Linked DNA regions of Mus musculus: region 2 is linked to region 1. A link is a contact called in public Hi-C data. All regions are on one chromosome and are shown on one strand. Each heading gives the region's core, a stretch centred on a gene start, on an enhancer-like site or on the middle of the called end of the contact. The rest is flanking DNA. Distances are from core to core; before and after follow the strand shown. Region 1 has its middle 28 kb from the start of Lrig1. Region 2 has its middle 110 kb from the start of Lrig1.

Region 1 (7,122 bases), core at 649-3,148:
TCTTTGGAGTTTGAACTCACATTTCTCTTTCACCTGATATTGATAATGTGGTTCCATGTGCTCATTGCCTGTCAGCATAACTTCCTTGGTGAAAAGGCTATTTGAAAATTTTAGTCATTATATAAACTTTAATTGTGGAATTGGAAGGATATCGGGTTTTTTGTTCCTTTGGTTGGTTGGTTTGCTGTTGCTGCATCAGGTTTTTTGCTTATTTGGTTGGTTGGTTGGTTGGTTGGTTGTTGTTACATCAGGTTTTTTGCTTATTTGGTTGGTTGGTTGTTGTTACATCAGGTTTTTTGCTTGTTTGGTTGGTTGGTTTCCTGCTGCTGCTGTTGAGACAGGGTTCTCTGTGTAGTCCTGGCTATCCTAGAACTCACAGAGATCCATCTGCCTCTACCTCCCAACTGCCACCATACACCATACCCAGCTGGACAGCAATTCTTTATCAGATAGTTTACAGAGGTTTTCTTTGGTATGGCTAATCATTTTTGCCTAACTGTGTTCTCTCTCTCTCTCTCTCTCTCTCTCTCTCTCTCTCTCTCTCTGTGTGTGTGTGTGTGTGTGTGTGTGTGTGTGTGTGTGTGTGTGTGTTGGGGGTGTATTTTGTTACTGGAAGCACACCCTTGTTTGATTTGGAGTACTGGGCATAAAAAAAAAACAGGTCCCCAGTATCCTAAGCAAGCTCTACCACTGACCTATATCCCCAGCCTTCATCTACACTGTCAACTAAAGTGGCAAAGCTCTGCTTGCAACAAAGTGCAAGCTACATATTTTTTCTTTTAATTTATTGAGCTGTTCATGACCTACTTGGCATTTTCCTTTACATTCAAGGAAGACAATGTACTTTTGACTTAAAAAATATGTAGTAGATATACTTTTATTGACCACCAATGTTGAATAAACCTCATAGAGTGGCCATGTATGTTCTCATCAATTTCTTCAGTGCCAGGTTGAAAATGAATCATCAGAACATTTTACTACCCATGAAGGTCGCTCTCCGAGGAGTGTGTGACCCTCCCATCTGACTTCCCCATGTTCTTGGCTTGGTCCTAAAGCACAAGGAAAACACTTCATTTTAAGCACAAAGTCACACACGTTCCACATGCAGAACCCCACCAGACCACAAATAAGACATCAGAAATAAGAGGCAGTAGAGACTGGTTAATCACTATCCAAAACTCTTGGAAGCAGAAGTGTTTCATATTGCAGATAATTTAAAGATCTTTAGTACTTCCATAATGAGCTATCTTGGGTTGGGGGGACCCAAGTCTAAACTTAAGTTCATTTCTGTTGGGGCAAATGACCCAAAGGTAATTTAATATAGCTTTTTCAGTGTGCCTGCAGGTTGAACTAACATGAGGTCAGGTATGGAATTTTCCGCATGCGGCATCCTGTTGGCACTTAAAAGTTTTAGACATTGGCACACTCAGATGTTTGAACTGGAGGAGCTTGCTTTAGATTTGTGGGTCGGTGTTGGAGTTCCCGCCACTTACTAGCAAGGAGACCTTGGGTAAGTATTTAGTGTGCCTAAATCTGGACTGGAATAAATGAAAGGCCAGCCTGGACAACTTAGTGAGTCCTTATCTCAAATTTTAATTTGTTTAAAAAAAGGAATGGAGTTGGGGAGATGGTTCAGTCATAAAGCACTTCCTGCATAAGCTTGAGGACTTGAGACTGGTCCCCAGAACCCTTATAAAAAGCCAGGCATAGAGCATGCCTGCCATCTGAATGCTCGGGAAGAGGAGCGAGGAGGATCCTGGGGGCTCATGGACGAGCCAGTCTCGCTGAATTGGCCAGCTTCCGGTTCCGGGAAATGCCCTGCCTCAGAAAGGCAGATAGAGAGCTGGAAAGAGCTGTACACGCTAAGCCGCCCGTCAGTGCCAAGTGCGTTGTCACGGCCTTTATCATCGCTGTCATTAATATTTAACTAGGACCTGCGGGGGAGGTGTCCGTGTTCAGAAAGTCCTCTTGAATGTAGGTTTTAACGGTTCGTAGGTACACAGATAAGGACTGCTACTCAAGAATGTGGCCCGAGGGCCAGCCCCATTAGGACCATCTGGGAGCTGGTTAGAGTGCACACACTCCCGGAACTAGATTCTGCATTTTAATTTGGTGCCATGGTGAGCTTCTTGTGGGTTGCAGTTGAGAGGCATTAGAATCTTCTAGAATCAGGTGTGGAAGTGAGCATCTCGGTCCATCAGTCTGCCTCCTTAAGCTCTGGCTCCACTAATTCTCACCAGCCTTGCCTTCTTTTCATAGGGACTCTTCCGTGAAGTCCTGCCTTTGGTTTTTGGCTTTCTGTACCCAGGGAGAAGAGTCCCCTCTTATCTGAGAGGCTACAATGATTTATTTAATCAGCTGTTTGATCGGGGCCCTTTATCACGAGGTAGGTTACTGAATCCCTTCAAGAGAAAGGGGTTGATAACAAACAATTAACAAGGACAGGGACAGATAGGTCAGTGCCTAAAAGTGGGAGGGGTGCTTTCTCCTCCCCAGGAGTCAGGCACAAGCTGACAAAATTCACTCTGAAGCTCCAAAGCGCTGTTACTCTTTCAAGTCCACACCTGTTTAAACGGCTTAAATACAAACCATGGCCTCTCAGATGGGTGTTTGTGGATTGCAGGCTTTTCTCAAAGTCACAGCCTTTTTGAAGCCATTGCTCCCAGGATCAAACACAGCATGGGAAAGATTAGGTCTCACTCTAGTGTGTAGCCCATCTGTTCCTAAATCCTTGGAAGCAAAACAAATGCGTGTTCTCTCTCTCTCTCTCTCTCTCTCTCTCTCTCTCTCTCTCCCTCCCTCCCTCCCTCCCTCCCTCCCTCCCTCCCCCCCCTCTCTCTCCATCTCCCTCTCTCCTTCTCCATCTCCCTCCCCCTCCCTCCCACTCACTCATTCACTCAATGTAGAGCCCTAAGAAAAAGTGTGGGGAAAGTCACACCAGAAATCACACATCCAGGGTCCCATTGTGCTGCAGTAGACATTGAAATCTTTACCAAGAACTTTCAAGATTCTGGGTGGAAGACAGAGGCTGGGGGCTAACGAATGAGATCCACAGGCAGCAGAGGATAGTCTCCCACAATGTTTACTTTTCATTCTCCTTGGGCCTGGCAAGATGGCTAAGTTCAGTTCCAGGACCCACATGGTAAGAGGAGAGAGCCAACTTCCACAAGTTGTGTTCTGACACAAGCATGTACCCGTGCATACACACACACACACACACACACACACACACACGAACACATGCATGTTAAAGCAAGCAAACAACAATAACAAACAACCTATGACTCTTATGAGGCAAACTTGAGTTAAGAGGAGAGAAAAAGCCGAGCAGTGGTGGCTTTAATCCTAGCATTTGGGAGACAGAGGCAAGCAGGCGGATTTCCGAGTTTGAGGCCAGCCTGGTCTACAAAAGTGAGTTCCAGGACAGCCAGGGCTACACAGAGAAACCCTGTCTCGACAACCCCCCACCCCTACCCCCACCCCCCAAAAAAAGAGGAGAGAAAAAGTAGCAGCAGAGAACATAGTTTTTAAACACTGAGATGTAGATCTGGGAGTGTGGCTCGGACAGTGGAGTGTTTGCCTCGTCTGCACAAAGCCCTGGCTTTGCTCCCTACACCACTGTAACTGGGTATGGTTGTTCACACCTATGGTACCAGTTCCTGGGAGATGGAGACAGGATGGTCAGGAGTACAAGGGTCACTTCTGGTACATAGTTCAAAGCCAGCCTGAGCTACATAAGAACCTGGAGAGAGAGAGAGAGAGAGAGAGAGAGAGAGAGAGAGAGAGAGAGGGCATTCCAATTGTGTTTGCCAGTATGTGTATATGAGCAACAGCAGCAGCAGAACCCCTGGAAGTGGAGTTACCACTTGGTTGTTAAGCACCATGTGGAGACTTGGAACCAAACTCAGTCCTCTGCAAGATCAGGGAGTGTTCTTAACCACTGAGCAGCCTGTCCAGCCTGACTCAGTCATTTTTCTTCTACTGACAAGGCTGCTGACTGGTGTTCACAGTCTGATATTCTGTCACTCCCATGCTGTTTCTCTGCCTTCTCCTGTGTCTGTCTTTTCAGGACAGAATTTCACTCAGTAGCTCCAGGCTTGCCTAGCCCTAAGTAGTTCAGGTTAGCCTTGAACTTACACCAATCTTTCTGTCTCAGCCCTCGGCCATTTGTGATTCTCATCGTCAGTGGAGAACTTAGATCTTGCAGCTCTGAACTCATCCACGAATGTTTCTCCACTATGACATTGCCCCTGTATCACAATGTGTATCTATCCTGCCCTGCCCCCAACACCCTGTCATCTCTCCTTCCAGAAATCCATGTGCATTATGTCAGGAGGCATAAATGAAATTGAACTACCTTGAAAATATTGAAACATTCAGATTTAGACTTCTTCCTGGCACAGATGTTCAATCGGAAACAACTTCATGGCCAGTACCTAGGTATAGGTCAAGCCTCCTGCTCGTATCAGTCAGCTTCCCTGGTACTTCTTTTTATCTGGGGGGAAGGAGGAGGGAGGGTTGGTTGTTTTTTTCTCTCTTTTATAAAATAGGAAGTTTGCTAACAATCATTACAGTATCCTCGGCCTTTTCTCCCTTCACAAAGTTAAGATAAAGTGTATCATTCTATGTGTATACCTCTCTCTCTCTCTCTCTCTCTCTCTCTCTCTCTCTCTCTCTCTCTGTGTGTGTGTGTGTGTGTGGTGTGTTGATATACACATGGCTGTGAGTGCATGTGGAAACCAGTCAACCTGGGGTCATTCCTCAGGAACTGTCCACCCTGGGGGTGTTGTTGTTGTTGTTGTTGTTGTTGTTTTTAGACAAGGCCTCTAAATGGAACCTCAGACTCACTGATTCTCTATACTGGCCAAAGGGCAAACCCCAGGAATCCTCCTGTTTCCACCTCTCCAGCACTGGGATTACAAATTCCAATGCCCACTCCCTACACACCCCTTTTACATAGGTTCTGGGGATTGAACTCACGTCCTCTTGCTTGCAAGAAAAGCACTTTACTATCTGAGCCTTTGTGCCAGCGTCATGTGTGTCATTTCTTAACTGAATGATTAAGGATGAGAGGCCGGTAGCATATTGCCATCGTATAGTTTGTTCAGCTAGGCTTTGGGGATGAGGAGCACTTTTTAAAGGTTAAGGAACTGGGAACTTCCTCCTTCTGTTTTTTTTTTTTTTTTTTTTTTCTACCTTCTCAACTGTGATTTGTCCTCAGTGATTTCAGATCACTTCAGCTCCCAGGGCTGTCCCAGTGCCAGGAAGCACATCCCAACATCGAGGCTAATCCTCCCAGCTGCAGCTAACTTCTCAGCAGCAACAGTGGCCACTCCCTGATAGGCGCTACTAAGAACTTCCTGCTGCCATGTGTTCGTTAATGTCTGTGCCTTCTTTGTGACATAGCATATTCACAAATTTCACAACAAAAATTCATAGAAAACCGCATCTAATCTCAGCAAGTTAGGTATTGTCATTCCTATAAAAATATCACATATATTCTGAGATTATATATTTTCTAAAATATATATTTGACTACTGTGCTTTATTTTATGTTCGTGTTTGACCTCCATGTATGTCTGCACACCATGCGTATGCCTGGTGCCTGTGGAGGCCACAACTGAACCACTATGTGTAGTACTGGGAATCAAACCTGGTCCTCTGGAAGAGCACTGGTGCTTTTAACCACTGAGTCATCTCTCCAGCCCCCCTGAGATTCTTTCTTAGTGAGAAAGAAAATGTCATCTTTTGAGCAGCCTAGATTTCTCTGGAACTAGATTATACCCACCAGTGTCCAAATGATGGCAACATTCTCTGTGAAACGTGTCAGGGTGAAAAAATAAAGTTTGGGATGTCTTGTAGGTGAGCGCTCTTACTTACCACCCATCACTTAACAGGCAAGAAGCAAGCCCAGAGAGGTTAATAACTTAGTCAAATTCTCCAGTCTGCTAGGACCCCAAGACCTGTGTTTCCATGTAACATGAAGGAGATTAGCTCCAAAGGAGACGAAGCTCCTGAAGGGCTGTCTACTGCCAGGCGTTAATTCTGTCTACTGGTGTCCCACGAAGCCATAGGCTGGCTCATGTCTGCTCTGCTTTCCTATTAGTGTAATAAATGGCTCCAAATTTAAGAGCACAGATGCGTCCTCTTAGAATTCTGGAGTGGAGGGGTCTAATCTGAGCCTCTCTGGGCTAATATTACTAGTCAATTAGTGTGATCAAGATAATTGCCCACAGACATGCCTAGAAGCCAATGTCATGGGTAATTCTCTGTTCAGTTGGGTTGGCATGAAACGCCTTCACACCCACTACCATTCCCTCCTCCCCTCTCCCATTAGTTCCCTTGGCTACCCTAAAACTTCACATCTAATTTTATGTACTGATGTATCTATATAAAACTAGGAACTGCGTATGAAAGAAATATACGATATCTGTATTTCTGAGACTGGCTTAATTAACTTGATACAACTATGTCCAGTTGTAGCCATCTTTGTGCAAGTAACAGAACTTTTGTTCTCTTCCATGGCTGAAAACATTGCATTAAGTATGCATATCACCCTTTCCAAATCAACTGGGCTGTTGTTAGACACTTGCATTGGTCCCATAGCTCAGCGAATGTGAACATCGCTGTGATTCACATTGATGAACAAGCATCTCTGTGGTGTGTTCACTTGGAGTTCATTGGGTAAACAGCCAAGAGTGGAACAGCTGAGTTATATGGTGGATCCATTTTCAGTGTTACGAGGAACCTCCAAACTGACTTCCATAGTGGCCAGGCTAATTAGCATTTCTCTGAGCAGTGTCTCAGGGTTCCCTTTGGTCCTTATTCTCATCAGCATCTGCTGTTACTTATTTTCTCAATGATTGCCATCATATCCTTTCTCAGTGATTGCTGGGGTGAGATGAACCCCCCATGTAGTTTATATTTCTCTGATGGCTGGTGAAGTTTACCAATCCTTTTCCTTTTCAGACAGAAGTGAATGGCTCCCTCATATGCACCAGGCACTTTCTCTCTTCTGCACTTTGTCCTCCTTATTTTCTCTGCACGGTGTTTCCTTTTCTGTTCACCTCTGGTTTTATAATTCCTGATGTCTCACAGATTCAGTTTAAATGTCAGTATTGC
Region 2 (6,779 bases), core at 2,018-4,517, 84 kb before region 1:
AATCTTCACCCAGTTGGGGGCAGGGTGACCTCGGAACTTATTTCTCAGAGGCAACTTACTTTTTGTATAATCTCTTCCACCAAAATTTACTTCCTCTTTCTCTTGGTAATATTTCAAAACAAAATTAAGGTAATTCAGAAGATTGATTCCTTACAGCAAGAAACGCACAATCAGATAAAATGAAATTGTCCAATTTTCCCCAATCTGAACTTAGTGACTCGAGTCCCTGAAGAATAGACTGCAAGGAGATAAGGTCCAGATAGCCATGGTGAAAGCTGAGATGAAAATCAGCAAATGATTTTTCCGCAATGGAAAGATTTTCCATCAGATTTCACTTGACCTTGAACACCGTGTCAGCAATGAATAATTAATGCTGTTTATTACAGTAATGCTCCATTTAAGGGGCATTACCAGGGAATTAGATGCCTTAAATGACCGAATTGGCTAGATACTAAGATTTGTTCCCTTTAAACACACACACATCCTCTCTCTCTCTCTCTCTCTCTCTCTCTCTCTCTCTCTCACACACACACACACACACACACACACACACACACACACACACATGCATCCACACTCACATAAACATATTCACATACGTTCACACATACACACCACACACTCACACTTACACACACATACACTCCACTTTATCATAACATTTCTTGTGTTTATTTTCTAAAACACACGGCAACGTTTTATGACTTGTTGACATTCACTGACACATAAACACTTGTTCATTCAACAAATACTTATCAGAAATCTAACATGCAGGCACTCAGCCTGGCGTAAGTGCTTACAAAGACGAAGAGTCAGAGACCTGCCCTTGCCTAACCAGCGTGCTGGTGAAGAGGGGGTAATTAAGAGGAAACTGTGGAAACTAATGTGAGAGCCAGGGCATGACAAGTGCAGGCTGCTGTGGCTATAGTGAATGGAGTGCCAGAACAGTAGAGAGAGAGGTTGGCTGTGCCCTTCAGGACACAGTCCTCCCACTGAGCCCTTCTGATTGCTGTGACTTGGTTCTCACTATCAGTCTTAGTAATTGATGTGTCTCTGGAATTCAGATACCGTTTCTACTTGGTGTAGAATGTTGCTGATAGCGTTCTGCTACCTGATAATATATATAAAGTGATTAAAGGTGTTAAATACATAGTATGATAGTCATTGCCACATAACCAATGAACTCAAAATATATCCGCTTCAGGGACTAGAGGTGTAGTACATTTGGGCAGAGAGCTTGCCTAGCATGCATGAGCCTGAGGTCTGATCCTCAAAACTATTTAAATGTGCATGCGTACATAGCACTTATGGGGGTGCCTACCTATATTCTCAGCACTCAGGAGGTGAGTGGAAGCAAGAGAATCTGGAACTCGGGGTCACATAACAAGTTTGAAGCCAGCCTGATGCTTGAACTGCCTGAGACCCTGCTTCAAAAATCAAATTGTCTGTGTTTTTATATAAAGTATTCTCAAAAGTGGGGAATCACAATGTTTTAGACATTAATTTTGAGAGAGGAGGGTTTTGTCGTTATTGTTTGGGGGGGTTAGATGGGGTTTTTGTGTGTTTAGTTTTGTTTGTTTGGTTGGTTGGTTGGTTGGTTATTCATTTGGAGATAGGATCACACTATGGAACCCGGGCTAACCACAAGCTACCAGTCCTCCTACTCCATTCTTTTGAGGTCTGGGACAATAGCTATCCACCACCAACCCAAGCAAGATTAAGATTTTAGGGCTTAGAGGATGTCACAACAAGGTCAAAGTCTGAGGACCTGAGTGTGAATCCACACGATAGAAGAAAAGTACACACACATGCACACACACACATGCACACACACACACACACACACACACACACATGCACACACGATAAATAAATGGTTTTAAATAAATCAAGATTTTAATGTGTTATGTTGAGATCATTTCAAACCTTCAAAAAAATGTCTTCATACACAGTGGCCCTTGGATTCCCTTCACCCAGCTCCTTCATCTTTCCCTTAGGGCTCTCTTAAACACACAGCCATATATTTTCCCCTGAACCATGGAAGCATAGCTGGCAAGCATAAAATCAATTAATTTCCCTTTCCACTGTGTGCCTTCTGGAGCTCTCCTAAGCAGCCACCATATAGCCTTAAAGCATTGTGGAAGTCGGGCCAGAATCCAGAAACCTCCTTTTGCATTTCCAGTTTATCCCAGTGATGACCCTGCATGCCTCAGGTCAAGTCCCAGCCTCACCCTGTCTGTCCTGCTTCCTTCACCTGCCCGGTTCCTAGCCTCCCACTTGCCTCTGGACTGGACTGTTCATGAAAAATGCAGCTCAATACTTGGCTGCACAGCCCTCCATCCGGGTTTATTTACTAGTTCCTGGGAGTTGGAGTTCTGCTCTGTCTTGGGTAAAAACCTCATGGAATAGACATGTTTTTCTCAGTGTGTCCTGACAGCAGGAACCCAAGGTATGTCTGCAGGTGGGGGCTACCAGGTTTCTCCACCTCATCTGTAATTATTCTATACTCAGTAATTAAATGGTGTTTACTGAGTGGTCTGTGGGGATAAACATAGAGGCTTTGGAGTGTCCTGATCCTCATCAATTTTTACCTACCTGTCCTAGCTTCCACAGATGATCCTTGCCCAAATCGATTTTTTCTATAATTTCCTTTAAGTATATAGTTTTTTGAGATAGGATCTTGTGTACTCCAGGCTGACCTAAACTTGCTACATTATCAAGAATGACCGCTGGGCGTGGTGATACACGCCTTTAATCCCAGCACTTGGGAGGCAGACGCAGGCGGATTTCTGAGTTCGATGTCAGCCTGGTCTACAAAAAGTGAGTTCCAGGACAGCCAGGGCTATACAGAAAAACCCTGTCTCGAAAAACAAAACAAACAAACAAAAAAAAAATGACTACGTCCTCCTGCCTCTGCCTTTCGTATGCTGAGGTTACCAGTGTGTATTGCCATGCTGTTAAAAGTTTTTAAAGGAAGGCTTGACTATCCATAGTTCCAGAGGAATAGTTTTTAGATTGTCACCCTCTGCCAACATACTCCTGCAGCCTTCAGAGAATCAGCTCCTAGCAGAGCCTCTAGGTGCTGGTGAGCTCCCTTATGAAGAAGGTTTATGGGTTGCACGGTAGTCTTGGCCACACTTGCCCCGTTCCCCGCCCCCCAGGTGCCTTTTTTTCTCTCATACTAAAGAAAGGGCCACCTCTAACTCCTGAATCTGACTATGGTACATTGCCCTAGAGGGGAAAATCCTTATCTCCAAACAAAGGAATGATTCAAAGTCCGCCTGTCCACTGTTGGGAAAGTGGATGGCTCTAATGACTGAGTTACAAATCCCTCTGTAAGGCAATTCATTCTCAATTCTCTGCTGTCAACGAAACTGAAGGCAGAGCTGATGGAGTTGTCAGCTGCTAGAGCATTAGAAATCATTTCTGATGATAGATGAGCATATGATTTTTTTGGTAAATAACTCAGAACTGTTTAAAGAACTGAGCAGTGTTGCCATGACGAAACTCTGTCCATCCCACCTGCTTACGTGAACAAGGACCTTTAGTCCTTTGAGCTGCAATTGAAAATGGTATACAGGGTGGGGGATGGGGGTAGAAAAGAGGAAGATAGCAGGGAAGGAGGAAGGGAGGGAGGGAAGGGAGCAGGGAGGGAGGATAGGAGATGGGGGAGGAAGAAGGGAAGCAGGAAGGGAAGGAGGGAAGAAGGACTCTGATCAATTGATAGTGAACCTTATCGCATTTGGGCAGCAAAAACTGGGAGCTGAAACACCCCTGAACATTTAGCAGTCAGGCAGGGACGCCATATTTAGCTCACCTGAGGTCCAGATCCAGATCCTGTCTCAGAAAACCAAAGCAGAGAAAGAGGAGGGGTGGGACAGAGTCAGGCTGACGCCTCTGTCTCATCAATGTGTGTGCTTTCAGTAACTTTTACTTTCCATCTTCCCTAATCATTCAGCAAAATTAAAAATAAGCCAGGTGCTGGTGACACGTGCCCTTAATTCCCGCATTCTAGAAGCAGAGGTGGCAGATCTCGGAGTTCAAGGCAAACCTGATCTTCAGAGCGAGTTCCAGGACGGCTGGCGCTACATAGAGAAACCCTGCCTCAAAAACTTAAGGGGAAAAAAAAGAGCGTGTTCTTCTGTTCCAGGCATTTAAATAAAAACAGTAACAACCATGATAGCAACATGGAAATTATGTTTGTTTCACCTAGAATGTCAAAGTCATAGAGTATGGAGTCAAGATTTAAATTTGAGCTTAAATTATATCTTTCAACACAAAGCCAAAGCAAAGTACAGGGGGGTGGGGGATACCACCAAGAGTAACTTTCATTCTGTTGTTTATTGTTGTCTTCAGTTTTTCATGGGCTTGCAGAATGGGCATCAATTTTATCATCTCAAGCAGGGTTTACATTTTTTAAAAAAGAAGCTGAGCAGTGTTGATGCATATGCCTTCATTTATTTATTTTTTAACAGTCAACTGAACACTTAAACCCAGCACTCAGAGGTGGATCTCTGAGTTCAAGGCCAGTCTGGTCTGCAGAGTGAGTTCCAGGACAGCCAAGATTACACAGAGAAACCCTGTCTCAAAAAAAAAAGAAGAAAAATTGATTCCAACTTTGATACTTTAGTTCCTAGGAAAAGCAGATTTCGTGGCTGTTAGCAGGACATCAGGAGTGCCCCAAGACTTGTGTATCTCCCTGGTTCCCATAGTCTGTAGACAGCAGTTACCTAAAGGTATGCCTTTGGGCTAAAATGTCTCTCTCTCTCTCTCTCTCTCTCTCTCTCTCTCTCTCACACACACACACACACACACACACACACACACACACACGGATATTCTAGCATACACACACACACACACACACACACACACACACACACACACACACACGGATATTCTAGCATACTCCCTGGAGAGCCTTACTTCCTCTCCTTTATCCTGAATAATTTAAATGGAGCCGAAGGAAGCTATTCTTTTCCACAAGGTTGGTATCAAAGGGTCAGAGGAGCTGTGTGGTAAGTTACTCTTTTATCAGTGTTATCGTGATTAAGTGTCCCTCTTACATTATTAATTCATTCAACACTTCAGTCTGAGTGCCTGTCAGACACTCTGTTAGTTAGTCACTCTCATGGAGGCGGGATTTAGTCTTGTGTGCAGCTGCTTAGCCACTCAGTAATTAGTTGCTGCTGCAAGATTTACCTGCTGTGTAGCAGAGGGGATTCGAAGCTGTGTAAATAAGGTAGGAAACCAGCCAACCACAGTCCTTGCCCTCAAAGAGTCTATGGTCTAGTGAGAGAGAAACAGGCACAAATAAATTCAGATAATTACAATGTAGCATGTGTCCCATGGAAGCCACACAGGCATTAAAACAGAGACACCACTATATTGATAAGATCTTCAGGGATGGCCTTCAAAGGATGTGACTAAGGGAATAGGAAGAGTCCACCAGGCCTGAAAAGGATGACAAGCTCAACCTGAGGCAGGAAAGATGTAGGGGGCTCTGGAACAAGATGTCCTGTAGGACAGCATTGGGAACGGGGCATCTAGCAGCTTCTTTAGCCAGAGTCACTCACGATTGGCTGCGTTCATCAGAGAGTTTAGGTCTAAGTTTGTAATGTAACAACAGCAACAATAACTTTTCCATAAAAATATTCTGATGATGCTTTCCTTTCCCCTACCGCCCCGATGCCCTGCATCTTTTCAGAAAATAAACAGGCAGACAACAGCAACGAAAATGGAAAAAGAAATAAACACACATATACAAAACAAACCCCGCAAAATCTGAAGCCGTACTACACATGCAAAAGACAAGGAAGACAAACAAAGCAATGTGAGACAAAAAGGCTACACCAATACCAGTGAGCTCATTTTGTGTTGAGCATCGACTGCTAGAGTGGGACCTACCCTTAAATGTGATTAATATACCCAGTGGTATGCCAACGGGGAAAAAAATAACTTTTCCTTTGTTACAATCATAAGTAGTGTCTTGGTTAGGGGTGGGAGGCTGTGTTCACTCCCACTTCTCAGCGGGCCTATGGGCTGTCTTCTGTGATAGAGCCTTGGCAATCAATCTGTGAAGAACAACCAGTCTTCTTGGCAATAGCCTGGTTGTTTGGGGGTTTATGTGGAGCTCCTTTAATTCAATGAAATATCATCAATTTCCTGGCACTGAAGGCCTTGCTGGATGCTAAGAGATGTCCGGTTGAGGTATTGTCTCCCCATTATTTGGTGACCCTATTTAGATCTCTTTCATATATGTACATATTTTAGGAAGCTTCTATAGCAGTGGGTTCCCTTATGCCCCCTCACATGACTCTTAGTGTTAACTACCCCTCCCATATTGCCTGCATTAACCTCTTTTCCATCTCCCTCCCCAGTTAATCTTTCCACCCCAGACTCCCACTGTCTCGCCATAACTTTATATTCTATTCCCCTTCCTTTGGCGATCATTCCTTCCTGCCTAGTCCCTTATTCTATAACTAACCTCTGGGGTAATACAGATTGTGCATACATATCAAAGGCTTAAATGTTAACATTACCTATAAGAAAAAATACAAATATTTCCTTTTAGGTCTGGGTTGCCTCACTCAGAATTTTTTTTCTAGCTCCATCCATTTTCATGCAAATTTCATGATTTATTTTTATTTTAAAGATTATATATATATATACATATATATGATATATACATATATGTATATGTATATAAATATATATATATGATTACACTGCTGCTGTCTTCAGACACACCAGAAGAGGGCACCAGAACCCATTACAGA

The links. A called contact is a pair of places that touch in the nucleus more often than the background predicts.
Region 2: a contact with region 1 is called in a Hi-C map of liver, with 2.7 times the contacts expected there. The contact joins two enhancer-like sites. A contact is called at or near these places in 13 of 39 promoter capture datasets (3T3-L1-derived adipocytes, the HPC-7 cell line, cranial neural crest and 8 more), 2 of 484 Hi-C or Micro-C datasets (liver and nephron progenitors), 1 of 115 datasets of contacts at active chromatin or transcription factors (embryonic stem cells) and 1 of 9 other capture datasets (embryonic stem cells).

What each region holds. Positions count from the first base shown.
Region 1 is chr6:94,724,842-94,731,963 of GRCm38.p6, reverse strand. No RefSeq gene overlaps it. Among named protein-coding and RNA genes, the nearest start is that of Lrig1, 28 kb to the right of the region's middle. Within about 2 kb of position 1,898, at least 53 of the 459 cell types and tissues checked have an H3K27ac peak or open chromatin away from gene starts, as enhancers often do. A contact at or near this core is called in liver, where this site is marked.
Region 2 is chr6:94,810,424-94,817,202 of GRCm38.p6, reverse strand. No RefSeq gene overlaps it. Among named protein-coding and RNA genes, the nearest start is that of Lrig1, 110 kb to the right of the region's middle. Within about 2 kb of position 3,267, at least 13 of the 459 cell types and tissues checked have an H3K27ac peak or open chromatin away from gene starts, as enhancers often do. A contact at or near this core is called in liver, where this site is marked.